Linked DNA regions of Mus musculus: region 1 is linked to region 2. Evidence: chromatin contacts called from public Hi-C data. All regions are on one chromosome and are shown on one strand. Each heading gives the region's core, a stretch centred on a gene start, on an enhancer-like site or on the middle of the called end of the contact. The rest is flanking DNA. Distances are from core to core; before and after follow the strand shown. Region 1 overlaps Gm26684 (predicted gene, 26684). Region 2 holds the start of Enpp2 (ectonucleotide pyrophosphatase/phosphodiesterase 2).

Region 1 (6,902 bases), core at 2,074-4,573, 43 kb after region 2:
AAGATACTGTGATGCCTGAGTGGGAGGAAAATGCTTGCTAAATAGATAGATCAGTTTCTAAAATAACCATAGGCATTGGTTATTCTAAAAATGGAAAAAAAAACCCAAATAAACAAATCCTGATACCAAAAACACCAAGGACAGTTATCTATGGGTTAAATTCCGGGTGGTTCTAAAAGCTATGCTTGAAAATGATTCACCTCATCTCTTCATGACACAGAGCTCAGCCCCAAAGAGAAATAAGTAATATCCCCAGTGTCTACTTAATTCTCAATCGTTTTCTTCTTGGTCCTGCCACACATGATGGACCTTCCCAGCATGCAGATGAAGACCTGTTTTCTCATTTCTCTAAGTTTTCACCGGCTCTTATCCCCATCCCCAACACTCATATCTGGCTCAACTACCTCATGGATGGTTCCCAATCTCCCCAATGCTGCAACCATTTAATACAGCTCCCCATATTGTAGTGACCCTCATCCATAAACCTATCTCCATTTTGCTACTTCATAACTCTAATTTACTGCTATGAATCCAAATATAAATATCTGTGTTTTCCAATGGTCTTTGGGATTTGGGACCCACAAGTTGAGAATCACTGGTCTAGGGCCTTTCCCCACTCAACTCCCATGAGTTTGGGCTCAAAACAGCCTCCTCTGCTAGGCTGGGGCCCAGCCCATTCTCTGCTTGCACACAGCATACCCCACTGGCTTTTTTCTCCTCCTGAGTCCTGATGGTTCCTGACTGAGCAATTCCTCCATTGTATCTCATGGCCAACTGACCGCCCAGCCAGAAAATTGAATTAATAAATTAATAAAGCAATGTTCTAAATGATCTTTTTAGAGAGATGGTCTGCTTTAGTTTTTAGTTTTTATTTGATTTTTAAAACTTTATTGGGGTGTACTCTTGATATGCAATTCACTGATTTAAACTGTGCATGTCAATGACTTGGGAATGTTTAAATAGGTGCACAACCCACATCAGGATTGATTACAGAACATTTCATCACACCAAAAACAAATACCATATTCCTTATCTGTCATTCTTCATGTCACCCAGACTCCTGGTTCTGGGCAACCACAGGTAGAGACTGTTCTGTGTCTGCAGGTTTGTATGATCTAGCCATATCCTATGACTAGAACCACCCAATGACTCGTTGTCTGTGATCGGCATCTGCTGACACCTTTGAACATGCATTTGTCTTTAAACTTCCATTTTATGTGGGAGGTATGTGAAAGAATTTGGACCCTTGTAGAGATATTGGAAGGTAAATGAAGGCAGTACTTCTTAGACAGAATCCACTGCAGCCTGGGAAATTGTCCAAATTCCTGAGCCCTAGGATGACAGTGAGGATGAAGCAGCTAAGAGGGTTAGCTGTATCTATCACCTCAGAACAGAAGAAAGAAATGGAATCCAATTGAGGGAAACTACCTCACTCACCAGCCCTGTTTCAGCACGGCTACTTGTGCAGGATCTCTTAGGCCACCAGGACGCACTCTAAATCAAAGTTCCTCGGTCAAACTCTAACTTAACCAGACAGCAGTTGCTGATCTTCATGTGTCACTTCTCCATCTACACAAAGATTATAAAAATAATTCCTGCCCTCTGGCCACCTCATCAGAGAACTGAAAAGTCATTACAGTGAAGTAAGAGGCTGTGTGAGGTGCGTAGTACAGACTTGGAACATTGTAAATACTTGGTACGTGCTTTTGCTTCTTGTTGATTGGCCACAGCTCTTTACATATTGTCCTATGCATGATGCAACGTGGAAAGGGGACAGTGACGCAGTTATGAACGTTATCAACTATTATCACTGTGAAATTTTCACGCTGTATTTTAATAGACATTATAAATCTTGAGCTGATTCATCTGAAACCTAAAAATAACTTACTAACTGGGTGAGGTGATGCATATCTTTAATTCCAACACTCAGGGGAAAGACACAGACAGATCTCTATGCATTTGAGACCAGTTCTACACGAGCCAGGGCTATATGGTGAGACCTTGTCTCAAAAACAAAACAAAACAAAATAAGCAAGCAAACTTAATGGAAAGTCAAAATGTTTTAGCTCCATGTCCAGAGTTTAAATGTGATGGAAGGAGCAGAGTTTCTCCATATTCCTCAGTCCCCGAAGCAGAAAGAGTAAAATGGCTTACTGGACTTTGCATCATACCTGTTCCCCCACAGTCCTCTTGTATAGTGCCCTTGCTCTCCTGTTACCATCCCTAGGAACCAGACCCGTGTATGACACCATCTGCTTAGCCTTCCCCAGAATATCTGCTAAAAATATGTCAAAAATCAATCTTTGTGTGATTATCACTCTCCGGACAGACAAAGGCAACATTAGGATAAAACCATCTCTCTGCATCACACACAACTGTGAGTGGCCAAAGACTTAGGTTGATGTTGTCACCAGCAAATCAGCCAATTATCCAGAAAGTTGGAGTCAGAGGGTAGCTGGCCTCTTACATGCCAGCCTATAGAAGGGGACATGAAACTATGGGTCCCCTTCCAGCTTCCTCTGCATTGTCTTTCCTGAGTATTGGACACTGCTCAGATTCAGCTCTTCCCCAGCCCCACTTCTTGCGCTGTCTCCTCAGCAGCTCCAGGTAGGAGCCCTAAGCATGGGCTTTAGTCAGCAGCTCCCTGTCACTGATGCTACATCACAAGCAGCTACAGAAGATAAGCCTGCCACATTTATCTTCTTACCCTGGAGTCAGGCTCAAAATGCTCATTAGTCTGTTTGACAGATATTTATTGAGATGCTAGTGTGTGTGCCAACCCTGTTAAATACAAACATTTCACAGAAATGGAGGATTAAACTCTGAAAGGAATTTTGAGAGAATGAAAAGAGACGTGGGGAAAGAAACATCACACAGAGAGTTCCAGTGCCTGGGTAAGGAACACCCTGGTGACAGATCTTGTTCCACTATGTCAAGGATCCTTCTTTCTGTTAAAAATACCCTGGGTTTAGCTGGATGTGGTGGTACACTCCTTTATTCCCAACCATAGAGAAGCCGAGACTGGTAGGGAGATCTCTGTGAGTTCTGTGATCTCTGTAGCCTGGTCTACAACAGTGAGACCCTGTCTCAAAAACAAACAAAACCTACCAAATAAAAGCCATCCACAATAATTTAAACTTGACTATAAAGCCAGAGAGAATCTAAATGATTACAGATTTTTAACAACAACCATAAAGCACCCACAAGTTAGCGGTCGAAGACGTTCACAGCCATCCACATTTGCAAAGTGACTAGCACCACACGTCTCACCCTCCGCACCTCTCTCACCCCAGCCCGGCTGGTTCATGTCTCGCCCACGCTGGGCTGACAAAGGACTTGTAAAAGTTTAACTCAATAGGGTTGCACAACGTTGAAAGTTTGAATTGCTGCTCAGGCTAATGAATGAGATTCTTCTATCACCTCATGAAGATGTCCCCAGTGGGAGGAAGAGTGGAACAAGCTGTCACAAACATGAATGTCCTCATCGGGCTCAGGTGAGGCTTGCACAAGAAAATGAAGCAGGGGACACTCACCTCTACCAGGTGCAGTACAGACATGCCCCAATGTTTCTTTGTGTCCTTTGTGAAACTTAGGTTCTTAAAAGTCTGGTTTCCCTTCCTGAGGTGATGCAGGCGTTTGGCATCTTCACTGTGGTGATAGTGTCACAGGTGTTTGTGTATCTCCAAAGACAACAAACTGCACAGTAAGAATGTGGAGCTCTGTGTGATGGTCCTACCTCAGTGAAACTGTTAGGAATAGAAAGCAGCTATTTCCTCACTGAGCCAAAATCACAACCCACTGAACACATTGTTGCTTTGGGCAGCCTTTAGGAAAGCAGGCTTTCAGCTAGACTGTAACTCTTCCTTTGCTCCTTAAAAGCTGCTAATACTTTCCCTTAATCATCCATTGTGTTACTAACTCTGATAAATGTCCCTCACCACGTTTTCTTGGCCTTACTCTCCTCTCTCATGTGAACCATTGACCATGTCTCCTAATCGCTCTCCTCAAATCTAGTGTGAGCCTATGACAACCCTCCCTTTCTTCCAGGGGTCAGAAAGATCTCCCTAGAATCCTGATCCTCCACCTAATTTACTGCTTCCTGCCCTGCAGGATTTCTCATTGTCCTGAAGACAAGGCCTCAGTTTCTCAGAAGAGATTAGCAGTGACCTGCTCAAGATGGCTGCACACAGACAAGAGCTGATGGCGGATCAGCTCTGCCAGGGCCCAAGCAGAAGCTCCGGAAACCATGCACTTTTTTGTTTAAGACCCTGTGAGTGCTAGAGCCACCCAAAATGAGCATTTATTCCCTCTTGCTGAACTTTATAGCTAATGATATCCCTGGCTCGTCTTAAAGTCAGCATCAGAAACCCGCCATGTTAGCATCACAGAAGTCCTGTCTCCCTTGAGACCTCCTGACTTGCTTCCTTCTGCTGGAACTTCTTCCCTCTTTTCATCATGGTAACTTACGCATCCAGGTCTGGACGCTTCAAACCCAGCTTCCCCTACCCTCTTGCATTGGCTTAGGTTAGGTTTAAAAACCAGGGCGTGCTTTTTAGAGCGGAGCTCCTTTTCTGGAGTCTTAGTGTAGCCTCTTATTGTCTGCCCTTGAGAGCAGGGGTTGTATTGAGTTACTTTGTAAACTCTTTGTCTAGATATTTAATAGGTAACCCGGTGATCAAAGAACCAAATGAGTAAATGGATGGACAAATAGATACGTTAAGAAATAAAGCCTGCGTTTCTGAGTGCCTACTGCTGTGTGTTTCCAGTAGAACATCTGCTTTCCTAGAATACACTGATAGATTTCTAGGAACTGGTCATTTGTCATGGTAAAAAGTAACAGTAACAACTACAACAACAAACCATTTAGGTTACATAAACTAAAAATGTCAGCTTTCTTGTATTTGCTTTTGCTGTCTGTAATAAAAAGAAGCTGGTCTTTCCACAGTATTTTCAGCCACAGGTCTGCCCACCTTCTTCAAACATGCCAACCAAGACTACACAGTGGACAGCATCGATTGTCTTACTGAGTTTAGAATTTATCTTGGTTGTTGGGTTTTTTTCCCCAGTCTCTATGATAAGGTAGAGATGTGAGTGCTTGAGTCTGCAGAGGCCATGGAACTATAAGAAAATCTTCTGGAAAGGTCCAAGCAGGAGATGATAAAGGCCAGAATACAAAAGGTCAGTACAGACCGTGAATTTGCAGAATAAAGAAATATTTGGAAGGTCAAACCTATTTCGAGTTTAAGACCAGAAGGACATCACTACAGAGAGAAGAAAGGAAGGTAACCTCAGAGATTAAGCCACTGGAACTGGGGCGGGGGGGGGGGGTGTCCCACTACCCCAGATCATGAGTGAGAGAAGCCAATGGGCTCCTTTGAGATTCATTCAGTTTAATTTGTGGACTTTCATAATAAATAAGTGTAATAACAACTGTTCTCTATCCACTGGCAAGATGCCTTGTATACAGAGGTTCAGTTTTCCCTGGGACTGAATCAAGATTCAGTATATTATTAACATTTTTATTCTTAATTATGTGTGTGTGTATAGGTGGCTATGCACTCCTGAATGTAGGTGACCATGGAGGCCAGAAGAGAGCACAAGAGTTGCAGAGCCATCCAATGTGGGTTCTAGAGAACAGACCCGAGTCCTCTGTAACAGCAACGCATGGTCCAAACCACTGAGCAACCTCTCTGGCACCTCAGTGCGACCCAGTTATATAATATCAATCAACCTAATTTGTACTATGAATGTAGGAAAAGAGAGAGAAACATCCGGATCAGCGTATGAAAAACACCAATAGAGACAAAGACTGGAAGCCCCTCCCCCTCAGCAAGGATATGGGTAAGGGGGTGGAGCACCTGAGAGAAAAGCTATACATAAGAAAGTGTAAGCGGTATGCAAATGATTCATAGAGGCACATGGCTTTCCTGGTCCAGTGCTGTTTGCCCAACTCTCTGGCCAGTTTCTCCGTTTCATATAATTTCCCTATTTCTACCACTACCCACTACCACTACCCATGTCTCCCTGGTCCAATTCTTTGTTCTGCGCCTCTGCTCTCAATTGTTGTTGTTGTTGTTGTTCATTCACTTCCCTGTTTAGCTTTCACATCCAGGTCATCAGAGTCCATCAGGGCAGGGACCCCAGTAGGAACTGAAGCAGAAATCATGGAGGAAGGCTGGTTACTTATTCAGCTCAGCTCAATCCCCTGCACTTGGTACAGGGCAGGTTACGCGGACGTCATCTCCCTGGCCACCTGTTTGCCCATCTGGAATTGCACCTGCCGGTTTTGCTCTGGATCTAGCTCTGTCCGTTCACCTCTGCAGCTGGCTACATCTCTCAAAACCCTGACCTTTTCCTGGCTGGATCTCTATAGCAGTTGCTTCTTCCCCTCTAGCTGCTTTAGTTTTGTTACCAAATACAGACTTCATTGCATTTCTACCAGCCCACTTCTGAAACCTTTTGAACTCTGCTGTAGGCTCTAACTTGTATTTATTTTGTAAGCCCATAAACGCAAACATAGATAGATGCACCGTGTGTGGTACTCGAGTCAGTATGAGTAACTGAGGTTGTAATAAGAAACTTGGATTTGCCTCAGTCTCATTAACAAAGTAGGCAGGATTATCGGACAAATTGTTATGATCAAAACACCTTCACCCCGTGAACCTTATTGTATTTACCATTATTTAATAAATGAAGAGACACAAACATGAGCACATGCGTCTGGCATAGCACACTCCTGACATCCACACTTGCCAGGGCTACATGTAAGGAGAGCTCATGGAAAAGGAAGGTCCACCATTTACAAATATAAGAGAATTCGGGTGCTATGAAAAAATGGCTTAATAAGTTTTACCAACTCTCATAATCAGTACGTTTGAGCTTCTAACTTTTCCCAGACCCTC
Region 2 (7,344 bases), core at 4,066-6,565:
TCCGCCACTCCGCCACTCCGCCACTCCGCCACTCCGCCACTCCGCCACTCCGCCACAAGCTGGAATGCTTCCACCTCCCTCTTTTGGAATACCTAACCCATTCACTCTCATTGTCCTTTCTTGACTTAGCTGCCCCTCACCCTTTTTCTGAGGGCTTTCACATCATCCCTTAGCAAGCACGAGTTAATACACAGATCTCTGTGGCAGCTTTCACTGCTTCCTAAGTATAGAACTTTCTAGTCTCCCCCTCTTCATAGCTGCTGGGCCAGATCTCGGGGGGGGGGGGGGGGGGGGGGGGGATGTGCTCTAGAGGTAGGGGACAGAGACAGAGGAAGAAATGGATAAAGGGGTCCACCTGGCAAGTTGGCAAACACCTGCCCTCAGGAAACACTGTGTCAATAAACACAATATATTCATATGTAGAAAGACTTCACCAACTGCAGGAAAACAGAATTCTGTCATTTAAATGGAAACTTAACATTTTTAAATTAATCTCTAGACCCTTTAAATAGCTCTCAATGTAGTTAATTACATAAATCCGAATAATTTGCAAACCTGCCAGCAAACAAGAACCTTGTCAACTTCCAATCAGGTACTATTTGTTGACTATCAACTACAAACGTAGATACCAGCCCCACCCTTAATCAGACATCTTCTCTAACTCACATTCAGAACGCAGAAGCTTCGTCACCCACCTTCCCCGCCGTACATTATGCTCAGTGGCATTTTGCTATAAAAATCTATCTTCTAGTTGAAGAATCAAACCAGTACCTTGCCTGTCAGCCAGCTGCGGTGCAGCTAAGATTTTAGAACATCACAACACAACTGCGCTACTTATCTGACTAACAGAAGGAGGTTATTTGTTGGATTCGATTGGTTGATACAGGGTCTCTCAGTGTAGTCCAGAAGAGCCTCAAATTTGCGACCTTCCTGCCTCAGGCTCCCTATTCTTGGAATTAGAACCATTAGCTAAGTTAATTATAGCCATTAACTAAGTACTGCATTCGTTAGTAAAGCACTTAAGTAAAGAGTTTTCAAATTTTATAGAGGCTGTAAATTTTGGGTGTTGTCTTCCAATCACGATTTTGAAAGACTGGTTGATTTTTATCAGTTTAAAAAATCTCGTGATTTTTTTATGGGATTCTTGTGTGTGTGTGTGTGTGTGTGTGTGTGTGTGTGTGTGCGCGCGCGCATCTTTATGTTTCATGTACTTTTTCTTTGGCTCTTTTTCTTCTGTTTGTTTTGTCCTATGCTTGTTTGCTTGCTTGTTTTATCTTACTTTATTATTATTATTTAGATGCCTATTTGTTTTCTAAGGAAAAACAGAAATACTGTGGATTCAGACAGGAGAGGAGGTGGGGAGGACTTAAAAGGAGTTGGGGGAGGGAAACCATAATTGGAATGTACTGTATGAAAAAATCTATTTTCAATAAAAGAAAAATCAAGGAAAACAAAAAAACAAAAAAAAATATGTTGAACAAAGCACACTGAAGTTTCAGATATAGAAACATTATCGAGAATTCTCAGCTGTATTAAAAAAAAATGGAGAAATCACCACCCTGAGCCCCACTCCACAGTCAACTGTAAACCCAATGGCGTCATTGAGTCTTAACTCGGGTGACCTCATTTTATTGACTCAAACTCCTCAAATTCTGTGTTCAGTCTAGCACGCAGTCACGCCGAGTGGTACACCCCATTTGGTCACTGTCCTCACAGAGTGATGGCTGATCATCTCTCAGTTCTAGATCTTCCTGCATTCTGCTGGAATGTTATTGAAAGTGCTCTCAACTGTACACTGAGACTCCTAAAATTATCAAGGAACAAGGGGCTCCTCGTCCCTAGCAACCACTTTGCATTTCCCAATAAAGTTGTTAGCTGTGCTCTTCGTCTCGTATTTACCCACAAATTCGTCACTCCCGTGCTCTTAAACTTTCCTTTCAAGCCCATAAAAATGGCGATAAATTAGACCGAGTTATCAAATTTTTATTATCCAAGTATTCCCAAGCTCACAAATGCCATTTTGTCAGTCAAGAGTCACATGGCTTCTATTTCAAAGAGTGTCCATGGCTACTTGGGGACTGGAAGAGTATTGAAAGGCGCATAGCTTCTGTCACGCAGACTCCTGCACAACTCCAGGCACGCCAATTCCATGTGTGTGCCTGTGTGTAGACAACTGCATGCACACACATTTTCTTTCCATTTTATAGATAAACAGAGTGACCACGTCGGATGTTTAAACAAAGATCTCCAACTCAACTGCACTTATTGTTCCTTTAAAATGCTATTTCTGCCACCCTGCTGACCTTAGTGTCCCTTTTCCAAGCCTTATAACTCACTCTGGTCATTTCACACCTCCTACACATCCCAGGATCTGAAAGAGGTCTCATCCCCCTCCTGCTTCTAGTAGATCATCAGGTCCTAACAAGAAATCCAGCTAAAAAGTGTACTAGTTAATTAATTATAAGTTTTTTTCCATGGTCACAACCTTGGAGCAGACATCTCAGTTCAAAGTGTACCAATGAGAGTATTCATGCATGCAAATGTTCTCAGCTGTTGCCCAGGAACCCTGAGGACTAATCAAGAAGTTGTATGCTTTTGAATGGTGGTTCTTGCTCTGGCCACATATAAATGAACAGTCATTGCGTTTCTTGTTTGTGAAACACCTGATAGCACTGAATTTGCAGGATATCTTTAGAGCCCAAGCATGCTGTGATAAATAAATAAATAAATAAATAAATAAATAAATAAGATCCTAGGATGCTTTCTCTTTTGACTTTTATTTTTTAAAGTGTAGAAAAAGATTCACCCAATGTTCTCTGACTCAAGTTTTGCTAATAGAACCACCTATCACTAGTATTATTTAGGAGGTTCCCCCTTGCAAGTGTAGTTAGCAATTTAAAAAGATAGAAAACCTGTCTACACTCTGCCTTTCCCGATTTCTAAAAGGAATCTTTTGTCTTTTCTACTTAAGCAGAAATGAACCCCAGTGTGTAGACAGCAGGTAAGCTGCATCACAAGAAAGCTTAAGAAGAAAAGCCACATAAGTCTACCAAAATCCTGAAACTCGGATATAAACTGTGTGGTGCCCTAAAACTAAGCTTCACGGAGATGAAGTGAACTATCACTATACACCCTAAGGCTCCAGATACTGATTCCATTAACAAGTCAAGAAGCAGTACTCTGTAGTAGGTCTAACGCTATCTAATTGATCAGCAGTACTGTAGACTAGACTAGTTTCCAGAAGTAATATTGACATTACTTGTCTTGTATCTATTCCCTACAACATATGGAAGTAGTTTATTATATGAGCAGTGTTTTCAGGGACTAATACATTTAATCCATACTTTTCACATTTTCTGGTAGAGATCACACACATTTAATAGGAGATGAAACAGGATGGAGGAAATGTTTTTTTATTATTTTATTTTTAACAATCTAGAAGATAAAGTCTTCTAAACTGATGCTCATTGCTGAGGGCTGAGGCATTACAAGTGACTTGCCTGTGAAAGGAGCACTTATTAATATGGACTCAGGGTCCCAGGCTGGTACTTTGATGATCCATAGTCCAAAAAAAAAAATAATGGCCAAGTTTGAAAATAATGCAGTCATCAAAGAAACAGCATCGATTCCTGCCACTATCATTTAAAGAAAGCAGAAAATTGGTTCCTTTTCCGCACAGTGGAAAGACCCGGCCATGGGCTGTCAGAGCTGCATGCTCAGGCCAAGGACCTAGTCCCCTGTCACAATCAGCCTTAGCGAGGGTCAAAAAGAAGGCTTTGAAGACAGTGTTTGCCTCCAATAAAAACAGCCTTCTCTTCTGGCCCAGCAATCCCTCTCCTCTCTCCCCAAAGAAACACAATGCAGTTTTGTCCCTCAGGCTCCCCGGGGCCACAGTTTTTTAAGATCTGTTTTCACATTCTTTCTCCAAAACACACTGCAGCTCCTTCACCCTCATCACCTACTGTACCTTCAACCTTCTTCTCAAGCCTAAGTCAGATAACTTGCCATGTGGAAGATTCAGTATTCCACTATGCCTCATTTAATAATACACATTTATGGTGGTATAAAGGCAGGTGGTGTTTCATAGAGTGCCAATCAAGAAACACAGAGAAACACCAAATTCCCGGGGAGACAGAAGACATACTGTGATGTCAGAGAAAGGGAAGAAAATATTGCCCCCTAGAGTACCTGTCATTTCGAATGCAATTTTTAATTCTGAAACCATCAGCAGCTCCAATTTCCAGGAAATTAACCAAGCCATTGCTTAAGACCAGGTCAGCTAGGCCCCCTCAGCCTGCACAAACGTTCCTTTATGAAGCCCCACTCCGCTGGGTACAGCCCACTGCAAAGGAGCCCCATTCACTCCAGCTGTGTTAGTTAAGTCAGCTCCGAAAACTCACCTTGCCTTCTTCCAGAAGGAAACACAGCGATCACAGATCTCCTCTCTAAACTCACCTTGAGGGTTCCCCTAGTCTCAGTAAATCTTAGTCCCAAAGTTATAAATAAATTTCTAGTTTCACTTTTAAAAAAAAAAGTTTATTGCCTTTTTTAACTTCCTTTTTTCTCATTCCTAGGATAGAACTTTCTGATAGCAAATAATGTACTTTACACAACACAGCCGTCTCAACCCTCTGTACCACCACGTGGAACCTGTCAGCCCCATCCTTCTCCAACATTAAAGCGATAACCTATTCTCACCTTGGGCTAAATGTATCGCCCTGCACAGTACTGTTAAAGAAACAAAACTGCTAATAACGGATACTCTTACCTGTGGGAGGTCCTTCATCCCATTCGGCCCTCTTAATTCGACTTGCTGTGAATCCTAAGCAGAGATTGACGCCGATGGCAAAAGTGAACAAGGATATTACCTAAGGGGATAAGGAGATCAAGTTGTCAAACACAACTAGATTAGATGCATTCAAAGTGCATGGAAGCAGTTCAGATGACCCTAACAACCCGAATCCTGCCAATTCGGAAAGGCATTCTCAGATGATGTCTGAATTTGAACAAGGAAAAAGAAAAAAGAAAAAAAATCGAATTCAAATGGTAGTGATCGGAGAGATTCGGCACCTCGCTAGTCACCGTACCATCCTCCTACCTGGTATGACCCGAAACAGCCTTGTCTTGCCATGCCGAGGGATTCTTGGAAAACCTCTGCAGGGTGTTCTCTGCTTGCCCTGAATGCTCTGCTTTCGGGGCTCTGCGTTCAGGCTGTTAACTCCAAGCAATCCCACCTGGGAAGTTGACAGGCGCATCTGATTCGTGCAGAGCTCGATTTCATCACAGTTGGTTCACAAATTGCAACTCTGAGCAGAAGAGGCTTAAGGCAACATCCTTCTTGGCCCCACCCCCCGACCGGCCCCTCCCCTTGAACAGACACTTTCATGTGGTATCCTTTGGCAACCGGAGGACTTCTTGTGTAGCTGTGGCCAATAACAGTGCATGTTCGATTTTTTTTTTCTTCCCTCTCAAATACATGGTTTGTCAAAAGAGAAACCAAATGTACTTTATCCGATAAAAATGAATCAGAGCTGCCCAGAATTTCCCATCAGCTCGAAGCGTTTACTATGTAGTTATTTGATGCCCTCAACCCCCCAACTTCAGGGTTTTTTTTTTAAACAAGGGGGGGGGGTACAATTTATAAACCAAACAAATCTCTGTCTTTACCATTTGTTTATTTTTCTGGCAGTTGGAATGACCCTGTATCTATATAAATACATTGTCAGCTACTTCTGATTCCTTGGGAGCTTCACACAATGGGAGCTTCCAAAATTGCAACTCACACGAGAGATAACATTATTTTCCCTTCATGTTGTTAAATTTTACACTAGTAACTTTTATCAAAATACTGGGGCTGCCAGCTTAAGCTGCATAAAGCCCTTCTGAGTATGAGAAACAGACAATATCATTCCAGTCTCTACCCATTCCTGACAAAAGTCAGCTTGTCTGTGGAGTGGGGGTGGGGTAGGACGCAGGCATAAAGGACAGTAGGGGAGGGAGCTTCATTAGCCTTGAATTTAGCTTGAAAGTGGCAATGGCTGCAAGAATTCCTGTCAAATGCGCATCTCCTTTGAAGAGACTGTCCCGGGAGGCTCTTGTGTGTGTTGAAGCTTCTATCCTAAGCAATTTTGCAACTTGGCAACCACACCAAATTTAGAAGCCTCTAAATCGGAAAGTCGTTTCCATATTATATGCCTTTAGGATTCAAATGAGGGGAGGCTTGTTTTTGGCTTTCCCCTACCGGGCCCCTTGACGATCATTCTTGCAGAGCACATATGTGCATACGTAAACAAACAGGAACCTTCCAGGCAGCAACTGCTTAAAGGAAGCCCCCGTGGCTCTGCTCGCATAAAACCCGATAGCACAAAAGCCAAGAGCTTGTTTACGTGGATCGCAGAGTAAGCCTGGGTTTCATTAGAAACTCTAGAATTTAGTAAACAGCTCATTGAAAAGAAGAAGAGACACTGCCAGACACTCAGTGGCTCTTCTAGGATCCTCTTAGCTTTGGACTCTCGCAGAGCGGGCAGGCTATGAATTTATCTACAAGCCTCTTGCTTTAGTCTGTATGCCAAGCTAAACTGATCTGGAGTTCATTATTTAGCAAGGCTTCTAAAAGATGTTAACCCCATGTAAGGTTTTTCTACTATATATTCCATCTCGAGATGCAAATCTGCTGTTCTCAGGGAAATCTGTAAACCAAAAGGAAATCATTGGGTCTGCACTGTTATTTCAGTGTACCCTGCATGCTACAGAGGATCTGAAAACAAATGGCCTCCTTTTCTCTCCAGCCTCCCCAGCCTGTAGGTCCCAGAAACTTGAGACTTTCTCTGACATAGAAACCCATCTCTAAGAAAACCTAGGCTCTCCTTGGAAGGAAAAAAAAATACAGCTCAGAAACTGAAGATCATTTTGTATTTTGTTGTTTTATTTTTATGGAAAGCAAACTAGCTGTGCAGGAGAGAGGGGGCCACAAAGCGTGAGAGCAAGTTGGTCACGTATATCATGATCTGTACAGCACTGGATTACCCATTGATCGAAAAGGATCAAGATGAGCCACTGTTTCTGTGAGCCATTCTGCCAAAGAATTGTATTTTCACCCAGATCACTGTGCATCAGGGACTGGACAAAGCATGCACACATGAGCATGCACACACCTACATACACGTGCATATATACAAATATACACATGCACACACATACACATGTACATACACATACATGTGTACACATAAACATGCACATACACATATAAGAATATACACAGGTGTCTAAATGCATACACACCATCTAGCTATAGTTAAGCAAATTGTGTGTGTGTGTGTTTTATATGTGCATATGTATATG

What was found. A called contact is a pair of places that touch in the nucleus more often than the background predicts.
Region 1: a contact with region 2 is called in a Hi-C map of liver, with 1.6 times the contacts expected there. The contact joins the enhancer-like site here to the promoter of Enpp2 in region 2. A contact is called at or near these places in 2 of 39 promoter capture datasets (liver and macrophages), 12 of 484 Hi-C or Micro-C datasets (Sertoli cells, cerebellar granule neurons, cerebral cortex and 4 more), 6 of 115 datasets of contacts at active chromatin or transcription factors (embryonic stem cells, fibro-adipogenic progenitors, heart atrium and 3 more) and 3 of 9 other capture datasets (adipose tissue, liver and pancreatic islet).

The regions. Positions count from the first base shown.
Region 1 is chr15:54,959,903-54,966,804 of GRCm38.p6, forward strand. All of the region lies in intron 2 of Gm26684 (predicted gene, 26684), which reads left to right. Among named protein-coding and RNA genes, the nearest start is that of Gm26684, 10 kb to the left of the region's middle. Within about 2 kb of position 3,324, at least 5 of the 459 cell types and tissues checked have an H3K27ac peak or open chromatin away from gene starts, as enhancers often do. A contact at or near this core is called in liver, where this site is marked.
Region 2 is chr15:54,914,831-54,922,174 of GRCm38.p6, forward strand. Enpp2 (ectonucleotide pyrophosphatase/phosphodiesterase 2) reads right to left here and starts at 5,316. Exons shown (of 25, transcript NM_015744.4): 1 at 5,099-5,316; 2 at 4,769-4,868. The coding sequence starts at 5,131.